Linked DNA regions of Dromaius novaehollandiae: region 2 is linked to region 1. A link is a contact called in public Hi-C data. All regions are on one chromosome and are shown on one strand. Each heading gives the region's core, a stretch centred on a gene start, on an enhancer-like site or on the middle of the called end of the contact. The rest is flanking DNA. Distances are from core to core; before and after follow the strand shown. Region 1 holds the start of CORIN (corin, serine peptidase). Region 2 overlaps CORIN (corin, serine peptidase).

What was found. A called contact is a pair of places that touch in the nucleus more often than the background predicts.
Region 2: a Hi-C map of liver shows a contact between it and region 1, with 2.7 times the contacts expected there. The contact joins the enhancer-like site here to the promoter of CORIN in region 1. A contact is called at or near these places in 2 of 4 Hi-C or Micro-C datasets (brain and liver).

The regions. Positions count from the first base shown.
Region 1 is chr4:59,747,261-59,751,385 of bDroNov1.hap1, reverse strand. CORIN (corin, serine peptidase) reads right to left here and starts at 2,346. Exons shown (of 22, transcript XM_026093564.2): 1 at 2,229-2,346. The coding sequence starts at 2,303.
Region 2 is chr4:59,890,376-59,894,500 of bDroNov1.hap1, reverse strand. CORIN (corin, serine peptidase) reads right to left here. Exons shown (of 22, transcript XM_026093564.2): 22 at 2,638-4,125. It also overlaps a transcript of ATP10D not described here. Among named protein-coding and RNA genes, the nearest start is that of ATP10D, 57 kb to the left of the region's middle. Within about 2 kb of position 2,435, at least 2 of the 2 cell types and tissues checked have open chromatin away from gene starts, as enhancers often do.

The DNA of each region.
Region 1 (4,125 bases), core at 1,097-3,596:
CCAGTGCAGCAAAGTCTCAAAGAGCTCGTACAGCGTGGGACACACCAATGGCAGCACCATCTTCCCGCTTTTGCGCAAAGTCTAGAACTCAGCACTCATCGGTTAGAGCTTTTACGCAGTGGCAAGAGCAGGAGCTGCTGGGATTCTTTGCTGGATCCAACCTTCCCGACACTCCCTTGCCCGATTCCGCCCTCTTTCGGAAACACCGCTGCCTTTCTAGTGAGGGAGAGCTCTGTCCGGGTGTGTATCCACATCAGCCTCTGAAGGCACTCCTCTCTTGGCCATGGAAGTCATGACAAGAAGTTAGGCGTTTGGCAATATGTGGATTCAGTACAACTTCAGGACAGTAATGTTCCTCAAGGGAGCGGAGTGGTAAGCCTTAAACATGTATATCATCTTAGCAAAAGCAATGAACCTCCTATAGTCAAGTAAGCCTGCATTTTTAAGTCATTACTGGCACTATTTACAGTCATGGCTTCCATTCACATCTGCAGACACCATCTAATATATAATTATCATCTAAACAATAATACAGACATACTGAATTGCCCTGTGTGCATTGCACATTTTATACTTACAGAGCACCTCCAATCCTGCCACATTTCAAACCAGCTTACGCTTTTGATTCACTACACACTCTGTCTACACAGGCACACAGTGCAGTGCCAGCAAAGACTTTTGGAGAGGAAGCGAATGCTTTCTTCAGTCCTTCATAGTCCCAGGCTCCAAAAGATGAAGGGAAAACAACATTTTGTCCTAATGGTCCTATCAGATACTAACAGAGCACAAGCGGACTCCTCTAATCTGGAGAAGTGAACTGTGCTGCTTGGCTTTCTTATCACCCCAAGAGCCTGCTCCAGAAAATGAGTTCTGTTGGCTTCGCTAAAAAAGCTTACCTGAATAAACATTACATATAAAGGTCGAAGGGCCGGGCTCACAGGAAGAGCAGCTTGGCTGTTGGAGTGACCCTTATAAATGGCTGATTAAAGAAGGAAAAATAGTAAGGTACATTTCTTTTCTATACAAAGTTTTGGACATTGTTTGGGATTCCTGTCCCCCAGAGGAGTTCGCAAATTCCTACAAAACTTAGAAGCCCAATACATTCAGGAGATGCCACCAACTTCTACGGAGATGTATAAGGTTCTATAGTTCCTCGTATTACCTTTTTGTGGTTGTTTGTACTACCTCAGTGATGCATTCATACAACATTATTGTCTATGCTGCATGAATCACGGTACCTAAGAGGCTTATAACACAGAGACCTGAATATAGCACAAAAACAAAACTAAAGAATTACAATTTAATACTGCTGTCTGGTTCATCTTGTAAGAACACAGGAAGGGTGTAAGTGGCCATTTAGAAAAATCTATTTCCATAGTTTGACCGCTGAAAGCTAAACCTTCCCAAGAGACCCCATGAATGCATCAGTAGTAGATAGATATTTGATTTCATTTCAGAGTTTCACCACCTCAGCCAGACTGCTGATAATTTAAAATAAAGGTTAATTAATTAATTGCCCGCCATGAAATACCTCCAAGGACTCTGCATTTTGAATCAAGCAAAGAACAGATACTACCAAAATGCACTGCCGTATTTACAAACTTTAAAAATGCTTTTGTACCGGCGCGCAGGGCACCGGGGAGGCGCCGGGGGAGGGGGGCAGCGCGGCCGCGGGCGCCCTTCTGGGGGTCCAACCCGAACTTTCCTCCCGCAAACGCCGCCCGGGGCGGCCGCCGCGCGGACCTGTTGCCTCCGGACCCGGCGCTGCTTCTCCCCGCCCGCTCCAGCAGCCCGAGGGATCCGCAGGCGCATCAGCCCCGTTTGCCTCCCCCGCTGACTTCGCGACAGGAGCGCGGGGAAGGCGCCGCCGAGGTCTCCGCAAAACGCCGATGAGGACTGATCGCTCACCGCGACTCACCTACCCCGGCCGCTGAACTCGGCCGCGCCAGCGGGGCTCAGACACCGCCGCGCTGCCGGTGGCGGGCTGGGCTCCGACGGGCACCTGCCCCCGGCCGTGCCCGCTCCCGGCGCAGCCTCCCTGCCAGCCGCGGGGAGCGGAGTTTGCGCCTTCCCCGCTGCCCCGAGCAACCTGCCGCCGGGATGCCGCGGTGGGGGGCGGGCGGGGGCCAGCGCAGGCTGCGCGCAGGGGTCGCCGCCGCGGGAGTCTCCCACCCCCCGCGCAGCCGCGGCCCCCCGCGCGGAGCAGCACCGCGGGGCTCTCGCCTTACCCGGCCGGCGGAGAGGACCTGCCGGTAGCGCTCCTCCTCCGCGGGCAGCGCAGGGAACTGTTGCATGGAGAGCATGCTCCGGCCGCGCGGCTCGAGCCTCTCCACTTTCGCCGCCCCCCCTTCCCCACTGGCGAGCCGCGGCCGCCCGCCTCCCGCACAGACACAAGTGCCGGGCTCGGGGCGGGGGGGTCCGCATTTTGTCTGCTCGGCAGACTCCCCCCCCCGTCCTCCACCCAATAATAATAAACCTCCGCCAGAAGACAGCCACATCCCCACCCCTTTCGCACACAAAGGCTCCATCCCTCGGGGATGAGCCGAGAGACAGACCGCTTGCTAGCGTCGCACCCCCGCCGCCCCCCAGGGCGGGCAGGGGGGCACAGCCTGCGCCCCCGCGGTGAGTGACGCTTTAGCGCGCTGTCACGCCGCGGAGGGCTCCGCGTTGCAGGACAAGCCCGAGCCGGGGGAGAGGGCAGGTAGAAGCCGGCGGCGCTCACCGCCCGCCCGCGCACCCCTTACCTTGCCGCCCCCCGAGCGCCCCCGGGCCGGGCGGACGCGCTTGCGGCCGAAGCGCCCCGCGGCGCCGCTGCTGCGCAGCCCCACGGGGCGCCCGGCCCGCCGCGGCGCGGAGTTCAAAGGGGCAGCGAGCCCGGCCGAGGCCCCCCGGCCATGCGCGCCCGCCCTGCCCCGGCACGGGGCTCCTCCGGGCGACGGGGGGCCCGCCCGGCCTCCGGCTGCTCTTTATTTTGCATTTCGGTCATGCAACAGCCTTAGTTTCACGCCCGAGATGGGAATTTTCCTGCCTACAGGATCGCAGCGCTTTTCGCCCTAGCGCAACGGCTCGCTTGCGGCCAAGCCGTGCTGGGTCCGGCGAAGCGCCGAGAGCCGCCGCCCCCCGCCTCCTGGGCCGCGGCGCCGGCTCTGCCGCGCAGCCACCGGGGCGCGACGGGAGCCTCGCAGCAGGGCGGCGGCGGCGCCATCTACGCTCCCCGCCGCGGTGCCAGGCGGGGGAGGCTGGCAGGAGACCCTGAACATCAGTACTGGTGCCCCAAGGAGCAGGCTGGCGATGCCCTCGCCCGCCGTCGAAAGTCGCGCCAGGCGCTGCCGTCGGCACCGGAGAGGTGCGGGGGACAGGCGCCGGCGCTGGGGACGGTTCACGAGCTCCTTCCTCGACTGCCAGATGGACAAGTGCCCTCTCTTCTTCCCTCCTGGACAGCAGCTTCCAAAACGTGCACGTGGATGCATTAAGCCCCCCCCTGTATATGGATCCACGTCTACGGAGCCACTGAAGACACCCAGACTTCAGTGAGCTGAAGCCAGGACCCACCTACGTAACTGAGATCACAAGCGCAATCCAAAAATGATCAACGCGCCCAGAGGAGAGCACAGGTGACGCATAGGAGAAGGCACTAGCAGAGCAGAAACCGTGCAGGACCCTTGCCGCAGCCACAGCTCGCCATCACTGTTACCCGTTTCTAGGCCCGGGGTCTGAGCTTCTGCTTTGCAAGTACAAACGTGTCCGCTTTTTATTTGTTGCATGTGTTAGTGCTACTGAAATACTATCATTAAAAACTTAAAGCAGAAAATGCCCCCAAATAGGCTCATAATAAAAATTAGCTAGACATGAATACAGCCTCTAGGCACAAACCGGGCTTCAATCACTGGTTACTGCTCTGTCTCTTATTCAAGATGTTGCCCCTTATATATAGACACACATTTATATATTATACATGTTTATATACATACACAATGCACATATTAACCTGTAAAACAAACTTCCTATTTTTTTTGCCAGCTTCTCCAGATGCCTGTGTTACCATACCTTTGGATTTAGGTCACGTCACTTCTAGTTTGCATGTAAACTTCATAGGGCATGGATTGGGCAGTCTGCTCTTCTGAA
Region 2 (4,125 bases), core at 1,186-3,685, 140 kb before region 1:
GTGCACAGAGCCGGGATTACTGCTGCTGTTGCACCGTCTGGGAGGTAGGGAAAAACAACGCCATTGCCTACTGAGAACCACAGGCATCTCTCCTGGCACAAGGGAGGTGATCTAGTCACTAGCCTGGCTCTTCCTCTGCACCCTCTCTCTTTACTGCAGAGAGGGCTAATTGCAGCAGGGAGGTTGGGCAGCTGCATTTCAGCTGAGTTGGATGTTTTGAGAAGCAAAGCCCTAGATTTTGGCACCCAAAATAAATGTGAAGTGTGCGCTGGTGCTGGAGTGGTTGTGTGGTTGGGTGCTGCTGAGGAAAGAGTAAGGCGCTGAGGTACAGTGAGCGCTTCCGGTGGGCTCGCGGCTGAGCTCTGGGAGTCTGGTTGCAGCCGTGTGAGGGCCTGCTGGTCTCTGCTGCCTCCCTGTCCTGTCAGTGCCAAAGGCAGCTGGGCTGCAACACGGGACTGTGAGCTGCGCTCCTTGGATGTCATGCACGGGGTCCCTTTTGTCACCTTTGCTGCAGGAGCAGCACCTACAGTGCCTATCAGCACATTTGCCAGCTGATTGTGTGGCAGAAAAAAACATTTAATCTCAGGAGTCTGCAGATGTAGCATACATGAGCTGTAAGTTTTCAGAGATCTTTGAGCTCCTCTGTGACTACAAGCCGTGGCCTCAAAAGAACTACAGCAAGATACATCAGTGGCACTCGCCTGTTAGACCTGGGCCAGCTTCATGCCCTGAAGCCACCTTACCTGTGCCTCTGGGCATACTTAAAGTGCTGCTACTTGGTTCTTTCCAAGCCTGCCTGCCTCCCTGCCCTGACTCATTGCTTAGTGCTGTTGAGGCTTTCAAGATTGATTTGTAAATTAAATGAAGGAATATTTTAGCTAGGTCTAAAATGTGCTAAGTCCTGTGGGTTGCCTTGAAATTTAGGTACTTCTAAAACAGCATCTGTACTGATGGTCTCACTAATTTTAAGTACTTCTGTACCGGTTGAAGTACAAAATTACACACACTTGCTGTTTTTTTGTTTTTTGTTTTTTTTCTTTTTTTCTTTTTCCCTTGGGAGTTTTGGTTCACTGAGAGTGAGCATTGCTTAAAATCGTTCATTATAGCCTAGGTATTATATGTTTTTAAAAGACTTTGACAAGCAGTCTGCATGCTAAAAAAAAAAAAAAAAAATCCATTGTGCAAAACCTGATCTGTCGTGGTTTTGGGGGAGAAACAACAGAAAGAAGAAGAAGAAGGAAAAAAAAGCCAGTGGCTATCTCCTGTGATCTGCTGCTATTTTTTTAACTGAAGTGGAAATGAGGGTAGTGAGTCTTTCTTTAACAAAAGCTTCAAAATGTTAATTGGCCCTTCCTGAAGTGGTTCCAGAGTACGAGTGAGTAGCTCGCCCTTTGCTTCCCAACAGTTGAATGTTTATTTTTTTAGTGTTAGAGAAGTCACAAGCCTCTGCTGGTTCTGCAGCCCCGCCCCCCCCCCCCCCCCCCCCCCGGCACTTAGGCATGACATGACCTGACTTTTCCATTTTGAAAACAAGCTCATCTCATAGGTGTCTTCCAGATGTCACAAAAGAACATCCCACGTGGAACATTTAAAATTTTGGTTGTCAGTTGAAAAGGAAAAAAAAGAAAAAGCTATCAGATTTCCCCTCCTTCCCCTCCGCCCCCCAAAATATGTAACTACACTTACAACACTTTAAGTCATGTTTTGATGTGCAGTATTTGATTACAGAAAAGACGACCTTTTTTTCTTTCTTTCTTTTTTAACAGCAGCACCTGCCCTAAACATTTGCAGCTGGCAGTCAGCCACAGCCTTTATGTAACGAGTGTTTTCCAGCTGAGCAAGCTCTGGTCCGTACCTGGAGCGCGGCCTGACTGAGCTGAACGGCTAATCCAGGCTGCGGTTTTGCTCTCGGGCCTGCTGGCCGCAGCACGAGCCCGTGGAGCAGGTACCAGAGAGCAGGCGCTGCCTGCGGCGGTGACGCCGACCTTCGCTCACAGCACAAGTTGACAAAGGATGGTTGAAGGTGACTGTATTAGGGATGTTTTCAGAACTAAATTTCGGTATGTTTTTGTATTACGTGTTCCTGTTTTATTCCAGTTATTCTACTCCCTCCCGCGTGGTCCTGAATAACAGACAGTTGACTGCAGTTAAAAGGCAAATTTTAACTATTTTAACAGTTTCTGCATGCTGGTGCAGATTTCAGCGTATGCATGTGTTGTTGAAATGCTGCATACCAGTAACCAGCAGACAGTATTTTAAACTAGTTGCAGTCCTGAGGAAAGTCATATAACAAATATGTTCAGAGGAGTTTGATTTCCACTTTTGTTTTTCAGATTTATACCAGAAATAATTCAATCCAGAATAATTGCTGGCAGCGGTAACATTCTCAGCTGGAAGCATACATGTGGAATAAACTAAAAGTTACACAGTGGTTGTAGTGCCAGAACCTCCATAAAAGGTGTAGTGCTTACAGGGCAATCGTGGTATTTTAAACAGCTAGAGAAGGATATGCAGATACCATTTTAAGGCTATTTTTAAGCATGACTGCTTAAGTTATAACTTTGTCCTTAATCTCTTCACACCTCCACATTGTCATCAACTCTAAAAATAATAAAAAACACATTATCAACATAGGAGTTACTTGCAAAATGATTGTAAATTTTTATTAGTACAGCTAAAAAGAAACACATCTGCTTGATTGTAGCTCCACTTGGAGCTGCAGCTGTGGCACACTTGTAAGAGAAACTGTAATTTTGACCATAACCATTATGGCAGCACACAGGGAGAGGCCTGGTACACTGGAAGGCTATTTTATGTGCACATATAGAAAAAAAAGCACTATAAAAATACATTTATAAAATTACAAATTTCCTCTTTACATGGAATGTTGTGGCAGACAAAACTGTGGGAAAGGAAAAATCCTACTGCTCCCTCCTAAAGCTGTTTGGGATGGGGCTTAGTCTATAATTTCTTCAAACTGGTCTTAGACAGGGGCTGGATGATAGTTTTAAGGCGCACTCTCCCTTGGTTCTTCGGAGAGACTGCTTGGAAACTGGTGGCAGGCCAAACCCAATTTATTAGATGTGGAATTACTTTACATCTGATCATTTGGTAGTGCTTATATCTACATGAAATGATTATGTGTTCTCCAGTGCTTTCAAGTTTTTGAAGCCTCTAACCGCTTCACTTGGTGGAGAGACGTCAGGCTGGGCTGTTCGTTTCACAGCACCAACTTTTTGTCTTGGCCTTCCAAAAATGGACCTTGCCCCACTCCTACCTGTCACCAGCTGCATCGGACCATGGGGCAGGTTGGCCTGGGGCAGCTCCCAGGCCATGTTCTCAGGTAGCTCTCGGCCACCAGCTCCCACACACTGAGTGCTGCCATGGCACCCCTGCAGAGAACCTGGCCCCAGAGCAAAGCTAAACAGGGGGACTGAAAGCTGCAGTTTCCATACATTAAGGCAAAGGCATCAATAACCGTCACTGGAAGAAAACATGGTCACAGCTGCATTCTCAATTGTAGCTGGGAGAAGAAGAACATTTGTATGTTACAGACAAAACAAATTCCTTAATACAAAAAAAAAAAAAAATTCTAGCAAAGCACTGGGTTTTCTTTGCGAGTATGAAACAGTGATACAATAGTCACATAAATAGAGTTTCAGAACCCATAACACAAATATTGAATATTTATTAATAATGCTCTGTAGGGCACTAATATGTTTAACATCAGGTGTGTTAAAGGAGAAGATATGGAAATTAATTAAGAGGTAAGTCTTTCACTAAAATCTAAAAGACTAAACACTAAGTCAGAACAATGTAAATTAGTTGTAATGTGATTAATAGTACCTGAAATATCCATTAGTTGGCTGTCTTAATGCATGTTTCCACATATGGCAGTGATGGTATTGACAAGGCCCTGCCATGGTGTCATGGGGGCATGCCAGAGGTAGCAGAGAGGATAATTTTATTATACGCCTCAGGCTGGATTCACAGGATACTAGGCATGGCACTGAAAACACCCAAGTTAGAGATGCTCTGCTCCCCAGCGAAATTCATGTTATACTCCTCAGCTTTCTGACACAGGTTCCCCAAAAAAACAGGGAGGTGTGCCGAAAGTCATCTACA